Regions from separate parts of the Mus musculus genome. Here region 1 is linked to region 2. The links are chromatin contacts, called in public ChIA-PET maps. All regions are on one chromosome and are shown on one strand. The core of a region is the stretch at or near the end of the contact, and the rest is flanking DNA. Distances in the headings are between cores, read along the strand shown.

Region 1 (4,316 bases), core at 986-3,485, 340 kb after region 2:
TACAGTAGAATATTACTATACTATAAAGAATGAAATCATATTATCTGCTGGGAAATGGGTGGATTGCATTATGTCAATCTCTGAAAGTTAACCATCATGTTTCACTCATATGCAGAATCTAGATTTTAAAAAAAAGAGCAATGAGGAGCTGGAGAGATTCTTTACAAGTTAAGAACATACACATACTACCATTATAGAAGACTTGGGTTCTATTTCCTGCACCCTGCCTGCAGTTCCAGCTCCAGGGCATCTGACACCCTCTTCCGACTTCCATGGGCACTGCACTAATATGCACACCCAAAACACATATTCTTTTCTTTTTTGTTTTTTTTTTGTTTTTCAAGACAGAGTTTCTCTGTAGCCCTGGCTGTCCTGGAACTCACTCTGTAGACCAGGCTGGCCTTGAACTCAGAAATCCGCCGGTCTCTGCCTCCCAAGTGCTGGGATTAAAGGCGTGCACCAACACATATTATTAAAACATAAAATCTTCAAGTAAATTAAAGTTGCAGAGAGGGGTATAGAAGAGAGTAATGCTGTCCGCTAAAGTCTGCTATATAATACATGCATGAAGATGCCATCACAAAACCTATTATTTAAACAGTTAGTATAGGCTAATACAAACCTCCACGTTCTCTCTCTCTGTCTGTCTGTCTGTCTGTCTGTCTGTCTGTCTCTCTCTCTCTCAGCTTAGAGGTAAGCCAAATGGACATTCCTTAGCATGGTAAAAGAATGGTTTTCTAGATCAAAAGACATCACTCACCTGGATATATAATGTTAGCTTTGATTTTTAGTAAGTTGTTTAGGGAGTTCATATAATCATAGAGGTCTTCAAATATTGTCGTCCCTTCTCCTAGGATGCAGTCCCCAGAAAAGATGGCATTCTCCTCCTCCAGGAGTAAAGCCATGTGATCATCAGTGTGGCCAGGAGTGTACAAAACTCTAGGTAAGAACACAGGTTAGGAAGAACAACAAATCAACAAGCATGAATTCTTACGCTTGCGCAAAATGTTGAGAAGTGACCAATTCTGTCACCTGTAGACAAGACGGCAACACATGCTGTCAAGGAGGGGATTTCATTTTTTCCCAGGGGTTGCTTGTAAAAATCTGACCCCACACAAATATCTCCTATTCTTAGATCATGTTTCTTATCCAAAAGTACACATTCAATAACATATTTTCTTCTTATTTCATAAGTAAGATGATTACAACAAATTTGAAAAACATGAAAGGATAAAAAAGATGAAAATCAAGATTACTCAGAAACAGTACTTTTAGATAAGAACATAACTTTTCAATTTTGTATGGTAACAATTAAAAAACAAAACTGTGTGTTTTAAAGTTTTCATTTACTTCATTGCATTTCTCTACATTATTAAATTTCTATAGGTAAATCCCGAAGCTCTCTACATAATAGCTGGGACAGTGCTACATGTTCCGAAAATAAAATTTTACTCTAATAGTATTTATATAAAAATTTTAGAGAAATAAGAGTACATACATACATGAAAGTAAAGGTAAAACACTCAAACAGATGAAAAAGCATCAACTAAGGAGCCAATTAATGTCAAGAGTATTTGTAAGCCATATAAATATTTAAAACTATGTGCCTCAGAAGCAAAGACAAACAAGCCTTTAGAATCAAATAAAAACCTTAACCAAGACTAATTATGGACATTAAGAACTTGATTTATGCTATTCTTTGGTAGTGCAGCCACTAATTTAGTTGCCCAAACTCTAACTCCACCACCCATGCTCCTGTAAACAATCCTAAACACCTGCCTGCCCGCCCGCACACCCACACACCCCGACGGAGGGGCGGCTGGGATGGGGAGAAAGGATGTGGAAGGAGGGGACTAGCTGGCAGAAGGAAAGGAGCAGCAGAGTGGGACAGTAAAGGAAGGATAGAGGATGTAAGACGGTGTAAATGTCATGATGAAACCCAGGATGGCCTATGACTAATACTTGCTATCAAAAAGCCCTTAAACTTATGAACAGATTATGGTACCTTTACGTAACAAGAAATATGTCTTTAAGAGCTTTTTATTTATATTCACATTAAGTTTTATAGCTATACCAATAGTAAATGAAGAGCTAAGTCTAGTTTGTTCTGCAAAGCACCTCTTCATGTCTCAGCTGGTGCACTCCTCTTGTTTTCCTGGTGCACTGGGAGACACACTTGCTCTCTATGTGGTGCACCATGAGTCACACTTGCTCTCCACGTAGTGCACGGTGAGTCACACTTGTACTTTACAGCTTGCACCCTGTTTTCCTGTTTACTATTCAGGCTCCTGATGAGCAGGGCCCTTGTTATTCTCCACTGTCTGCTTGCAGTTCGCAGCTCTTAGTGACATCTGGTTTTACAACCCAGCTTTCCTTGTCTTGGCGCTGACCCAGCTGCTTGTGGGTAATGCACACCTAAGCCTGACACGGCTCCAGGGTGGGTTCTACTAACCTTCCCACTGTCCATGAGTGAATCACAGAAGACATCAGTAAATTCTGACTAATACTTCTCAAACTTAATTTTATTTATAAGAGACTAACTTAATTACCTTTCTCTGTCTGATTTACATAGACTGATTTGTATATTCTTGAAATATTTTAAATAAAACTCTCAATAATGACCTATTTAGGGGAATAGGGCAAATATAACTGCATATTTATATTTAATACTTAGGGACTCAATATGGGTTCTTGATTAGAGACAGTAGAGTGCATATCTACATATGTTTTCCTTCTAAAACCCCCAGAAAAGGTGTTTGTTTTGCTTTGGGTTTTTTTTTTTTTTTTGGTAAAGATGTAATCCCAACAGGGATGAAAGGAATGGGCAGGACGAGCACAGCTGAATGAGAGCAGTTGACAGTATTAGCAGTCACCAGAAAGCTGAGGGCTAAGCGGGCAGAGAAAGCTGGGGATCACCTAGCAGAGGCCCCTGAAAGCTGAGCATTTGGGGTATCAGGAACCTGGAAGATGAGGGGACATTAGGGGAAAGGTGGTTAAAAAAATATTGGAAATGTGCTTAACAAATATTCAGGCCGTGGCTGGAGCTCAGAGGCAGAACACCTGAACACGTGCGGTCCTGGATTCAATCCTCCACACCCCAAATCCCAAACAGACAAACAAACAAACCCCAAGCAGAATTGAAACCTGCCACATACACAAGTTGTATTCTTCTTTGAGCTGTGTGACAAGTACCTTAAGCCTGCTGATGGAACAGGCTCAGGTGGAGCAGAGATAACACACCGAGAAATGGAGATTCCTAACACAGGCCAATGCCATTTGGACGTCATTTTTCATGTATTGTTATTGAGGTCTTTACCCTTACCAAGATGTCAAAAAAAGTCTTTTCTAAGGTATTTAGTAAAATGACTTAGAAAATAACCTTAGCAAAAGCCTAAGTTGTCAAAAATGGGTCCCCAGTAAAGTTCACCTTGATTATGATACCATGAGGCTCGTGCCAACAACTCTGTCCTCCCAGTCAGTTCTCAGGACTCACAAATAGCTCTACAGCTTTCATCAGAAGAAAATCAGGAAACATGAGAGGGTAATTAAGATAATTAAAAGAAACATCTCTCACATTGCAGATGGTGGATAAGAAAAAGCAAAGAAATCTAGAAGCAACAAACCATAAATACGTAAAACAAACCTCACTGATCATAAAACCGTCAGCAAGAAAAAAGAGAAATGTCAACCAAACTCCCAAACTAGGCTGGTGTAGGAGGAACGCTGGGACGAGTGTGCGGACACAGAGTCTGCACACGGCCCAGGTGTAGTCACGAGAACCACAGATGGTAACTGGGAGGTGGACCTGAGCGATGAGCACGGCGTCTGAGCAAACAACAGAGTGTGAGCAAATCAACCAACCGTGGAACAGGGAGAGAATGCGATTACACGCAGCCTCAAGACAAGTTTTAGAATGTAAAGCCCTATTTCCAGACTAAAATGTCCTATTTGGGGTTGACCAGGATCCTATGGTGAAAACCTTGGTCAGGGTCCCATGAATTCTTTTTCTTTTAGAAATTGTACTAGTGCCTACAGCATTCAAAACAAAGAGTAGGATCCCCTAGAACTTGATGTGCAGGTGGGTGAGCTATTTTGTGGGTGCTGGGAACCTAACCGGGGTCTGCTGCAAGAGCAGCGGGTGCTCTCATCACTGAGCTACCTCCAGCATCCTGAGTAGGTAAAGCAGAGGGCATGAGGGAGAAGAGAAGAAGCAGGGAGCTTTCTCTGACCCCCCACCCCCATGCCTTCTCCCCTTAACTCGTTTCCAAACCTAGGAATGCTCTGCCTTTCCTGAGGACACCAGCTTTATACTCAGG
Region 2 (4,188 bases), core at 1,688-4,187:
AGATGGATGGATGGATGGATGGATGGATGGATGGATGGATAGATGGATAGATGGATGACACAATGACTGGTTTATACTTCCTAAAAATCCTCTTTTTTTATTTTATTAAAAATCATGTAACTTTACTACAATTTCCCCTTTAACACAACTTTGCAATTTCCCCTTTAACACTATATGCTTTTTGCTATGTGGGACTGTTAAAGGCAGCCTGGTTTCTGGTTGAGCTAGGTTAAAAACCCCAGAGACCCTGCAGATAATTCGGCAAGGGACGGTAGGCATTTTGCCATGCTCATAGACACTAGACTCCTAACATGAGACTGCAGCTCTCCACTCCATGGGTCTGTAGCTACATTAAAGCAATGCTGAGGAACCAAGGGGCCCTCAGTTCATCAGAAGTGGGCACACTTAGCACACATCAAGCAGAAGGTGGAAGGGATGACACCAGGGAAGTAACGCCATCTTCAGCATCCATGGTGCTGTGTCTGCACCTGGAGCCAGCATCCAGGTCCAAGCGTAAAAGCTTGTGTAAAAACTCAGCTGGCTAACTGGGGCCCAGAACTCCTGACAAATATGGGGTTTGCCCTATTTATAAAAGAGAAAACTCTGAGGCGAAAGCTAATTAATCCAAATTATAACACAATTCCCAAAGAAACGAGACATTTCTAACCCTTCTTTCAGACAACTATCAGCTCCCAGAACAAACCAAACACACTTCCAACTAATAGTGGTTGGCAAGTCCCAAAATACTTCAAAAGCTTTTGAAAGTAAAAAGCAGCTTAGTAATTCAAGCTGTTTTCAGGAATAGCATCTTTACCACTTCAGGATAGAGGCATGGCTTCTCACTTGGTGACGTAATGCCTTGAGGCTGACAGGGCTGTGGGAAGACAATAAGAGATTGTGATGTAGTCTCAAACCTCCTCCTCATTTATACATAGATGTAGACATGCAAGTATTAAGGTTTATGCAATACACACATTTCTGCTTTTAAAGGAGAATGAACTATAACAAAATAGTATGCGTTTGTTTCTAAAGATACACAAGTGTTTAAAGCAATAGCTGCAGTCTGTGCTGGCTAGATTTCAGACACTCCAGAACTTCCTGGTCCTTAAGCACATATCAGTCTCCCGCCCTCCCCCCATCATATCGGTTTTAGAATTGAGGGGGTGACTCTCCCAACAGACCACAAACATTTGGAAATACAATATACATTTCAACAGCAACAGTGTTCTCCACAAATACATAGCAAGTCCTATCTCAACAAAGCACAGCATCCCACCAAGACCCCAGGAAAACAACAGCACAGAAAACAGTACAGAGTGTGCATATGCACGGCACATTCCACCAGTGCACAATTACCGTGTTTCCTGACATGAAGGAAAATTCTATAAAATGACTGCTCTGTAAGTGAGGACACAAATCCAGAGCCACTTGAGATAGATGTAACTAAGGCATTGTTTGGAAAAAACAAAAAACAAAAAAACCACACACACTAAATGATGAAACTACCCAAAGCTCACGGCATCGAAAAGGCATGTCTGAATGTCCAAGAAATAAGACTGCACTCTGCAGACGATTATAACTGGAACACACACACACACACACACACACACACACACACACACACACACACAGAAGGACGGACGGACGGACGGATGGACGAAGGTGGAGAAGAAGGAGGAGGGAGGACACCTCTTCACTGTCAGCTTGCTTCAAGGAACACTGCTCTAAGTGGTTTTGGAACATTCTTTAATCTTTAAACAGGACACACAACAGCATCCACTACAAAATGCAATGTAATTAAAAGATGTCAAATGCATACCAACACCTTCATGCGTGGCACCGAGCCCTCTGCTGTGCAGTAGTAAACTCTCTGAACCATGGAGCCACCTCACCAGCCCACCTTTTAACTTCTGAGAATAGAGCCGTTTCCTACAGGTCAATGGCAGAGCAGAGCCTTCCTGAGTGACAGTGGCATGCCTAGCTCCAGTCACCTTGACAACCTGAGTCTTTTCCGGCATTTGCACAGTTGAAATGCATAGAAGTACATGCATTCCATACAAGTATGGGGAGCTGAAGAGGCTGCAGTGCGCTGTGGAGGACTGCACAAGTGGGTTAGGGCGAAGAACTTGAGTCTGAATTCACTGAGGAAGTAGGGAAAGAGTCCACCCCTGGAAGTTCTCGGAAAAGGTGGAGCTGTCCAAGGCCCATGTTCTAAGAGACCCTAAGAGAAATGGTGAGGAAACACCAAGGAAGCCCTGACGGTCTCCCAGTAACAGGGAGGGCCTGCACGCCAACCATGAGCAGTGAGCACACAACTTGCCCAGCCTCCTCCATGTTTGGCTTACCCTTTACCTGTGCATCATCTTGGCATCCAGCACCTCTGAGGGAAAGAAAAGATGGTAAAATCCCAACCTTTGAGCAGCATTCCAAAGAAAAGCACTCACAAACCAAACACACCATGTGTCTCAGCTCGCTGAGAGCACATGCACTGAGCATGGGTGAGCATGGTCTTTACTGTCCACACTAAACTACTAACTCTATTAACAGTTCCACTTAATATCAAAGTCACATGAGAACTGTTGGGAAAGTGGGCTAATCTAAAGGGTCAGTGTCCAGTTAGCTTGGGTCTGTATGTGAGCGATTGTAAAGAAAGCTGCCTGGAAACTGAAACTGTAAGCAAGGGCAAAGTCATCAGCAGGGTTTACTCCCCGCTCGCATGTCTGTGTGACCCAGGAAAGGACTAAAGGAGGAGAAAGCCATGAACACACACAAACCTAAGCCACATGACAAATGATCTAAACCTAAACCATAGGAGGCCACTGAACAGTGTGATACCTCCATGACAAGTGATGCTGCAATACTCCTGGGTTAAACCCACAATCTTGCCACAAGCCTCAACCAAAGCCCACAGTTGGCAGCAGAGAGCCTCCAGTGAGGAGCCAAGACTGCATGAAAACAAACAGACCTGGGTCTGACTGAGCTGGCCCACACCCTGCCTGCTGAAACAGGTCACTACTGGGGGAATATTATGCTACAAAACTAGTGAGGCTCAGAACTGTAACGTGTTGAATGGTCAGCAGAAAGCACCTGCAATAGCTAGCAGTGCATGTCCTTCCCATGGGGCATCACCCAGAGGCAGAACAGCGCCTTCACACATGGCTTCAAGGACATGCCGACTCTCGGTAAAGTCTACATGTGAACCTAGTGTCCTCTCCAAGTCAAAACACCTAAGGATAAAGGAGAGTCTTGTTAGACTGTTAGAGACTGAACTTGGTTTACAAGGACTCCGGGCTGTTTAATGAGCTGTTTTAAATACACACATCTTTACCAAGCCCTGGGTGTGCCGCAGCAAACAACTTAGCACAACTCCAAGAACCTAGACACCTTCCAACACAGTATCGAAGCTGTAAACATCTAAGAGTGAAGCTGCGGCCTGGTTTCCAGATCACTGCGAACCTACTCTCCAGCCCCAGCAACCCCAACACTAGTCATTTACCAAACGATTTGAAATCATCTTGTCAAGAGATATCTGCAGGAGGCTGGAGAGGAGGTTTTGTGGTTAAGAATACTGGCTGTTCTAGAGAACCCAAGTACAGTTCCCACCACCCACAGGGTGGCTCACAATCACCCATAATCTCCGATCCCAAGGGATCTAACACTGTCTTCTGGCCTCGGAAAGCACCAGGGAAGTGTGCGATGCATAGATTTACACGCAGGCAGACTGCTCTACACATAAACTAAATTTTTAAGAGATATCTATATCCTCATATTCACTGCAGCACTGCCCTAAAGCTACGGTGTACAATCAGCCTGAAAGACAGTGGCCTTGAACTGACAGATGCATGTACAGCACACACTCAGCCTTAAAACCAGACTATTGTTTCTGTCAGCCTGGGGCAAACTAAGTGAAACAGACCAACCACAGGAACATAAATGCTATATACAGAATCAGAAACAAGGGGACCCAGGACACTCAAAGTGAACAGTGGTTCCAGAGGCCACGGATGTAGGGAAAGGAAGATGACAGGCTCGGAGGACAAATCCCTTAGGAGGAAAACGCCTGTGGGTTGATTTGGAGAACTGTACAATATGAGGGACACAGCTACTAAACATGTGTTGACAATTTCAAAATTGTTAAGAGTAAATGTTGTATTCTCACCATAAAGCAGGTAAGGCTGTGAGGTGACG

Evidence for each region. ChIA-PET counts read pairs in DNA pulled down with a chosen protein or histone mark.
Region 1: a contact with region 2 is called in an RNA polymerase II ChIA-PET map of memory CD8 T cells, with 18 read pairs. The contact joins two enhancer-like sites. A contact is called at or near these places in 1 of 484 Hi-C or Micro-C datasets (Th1 cells), 2 of 115 datasets of contacts at active chromatin or transcription factors (effector CD8 T cells and memory CD8 T cells) and 1 of 9 other capture datasets (liver).

The regions. Positions count from the first base shown.
Region 1 is chr1:13,637,471-13,641,786 of GRCm38.p6, forward strand. Lactb2 (lactamase, beta 2) reads right to left here. Exons shown (of 7, transcript NM_145381.2): 4 at 761-939. Among named protein-coding and RNA genes, the nearest start is that of Lactb2, 21 kb to the right of the region's middle. Within about 2 kb of position 2,236, at least 74 of the 459 cell types and tissues checked have an H3K27ac peak or open chromatin away from gene starts, as enhancers often do. A contact at or near this core is called in Th1 cells, effector CD8 T cells and memory CD8 T cells, where this site is marked.
Region 2 is chr1:13,298,849-13,303,036 of GRCm38.p6, forward strand. The region is part of intron 1 of Ncoa2 (nuclear receptor coactivator 2); the gene reads right to left. Among named protein-coding and RNA genes, the nearest start is that of Gm23169, 34 kb to the right of the region's middle. Within about 2 kb of position 2,938, at least 66 of the 459 cell types and tissues checked have an H3K27ac peak or open chromatin away from gene starts, as enhancers often do. A contact at or near this core is called in Th1 cells, effector CD8 T cells and memory CD8 T cells, where this site is marked.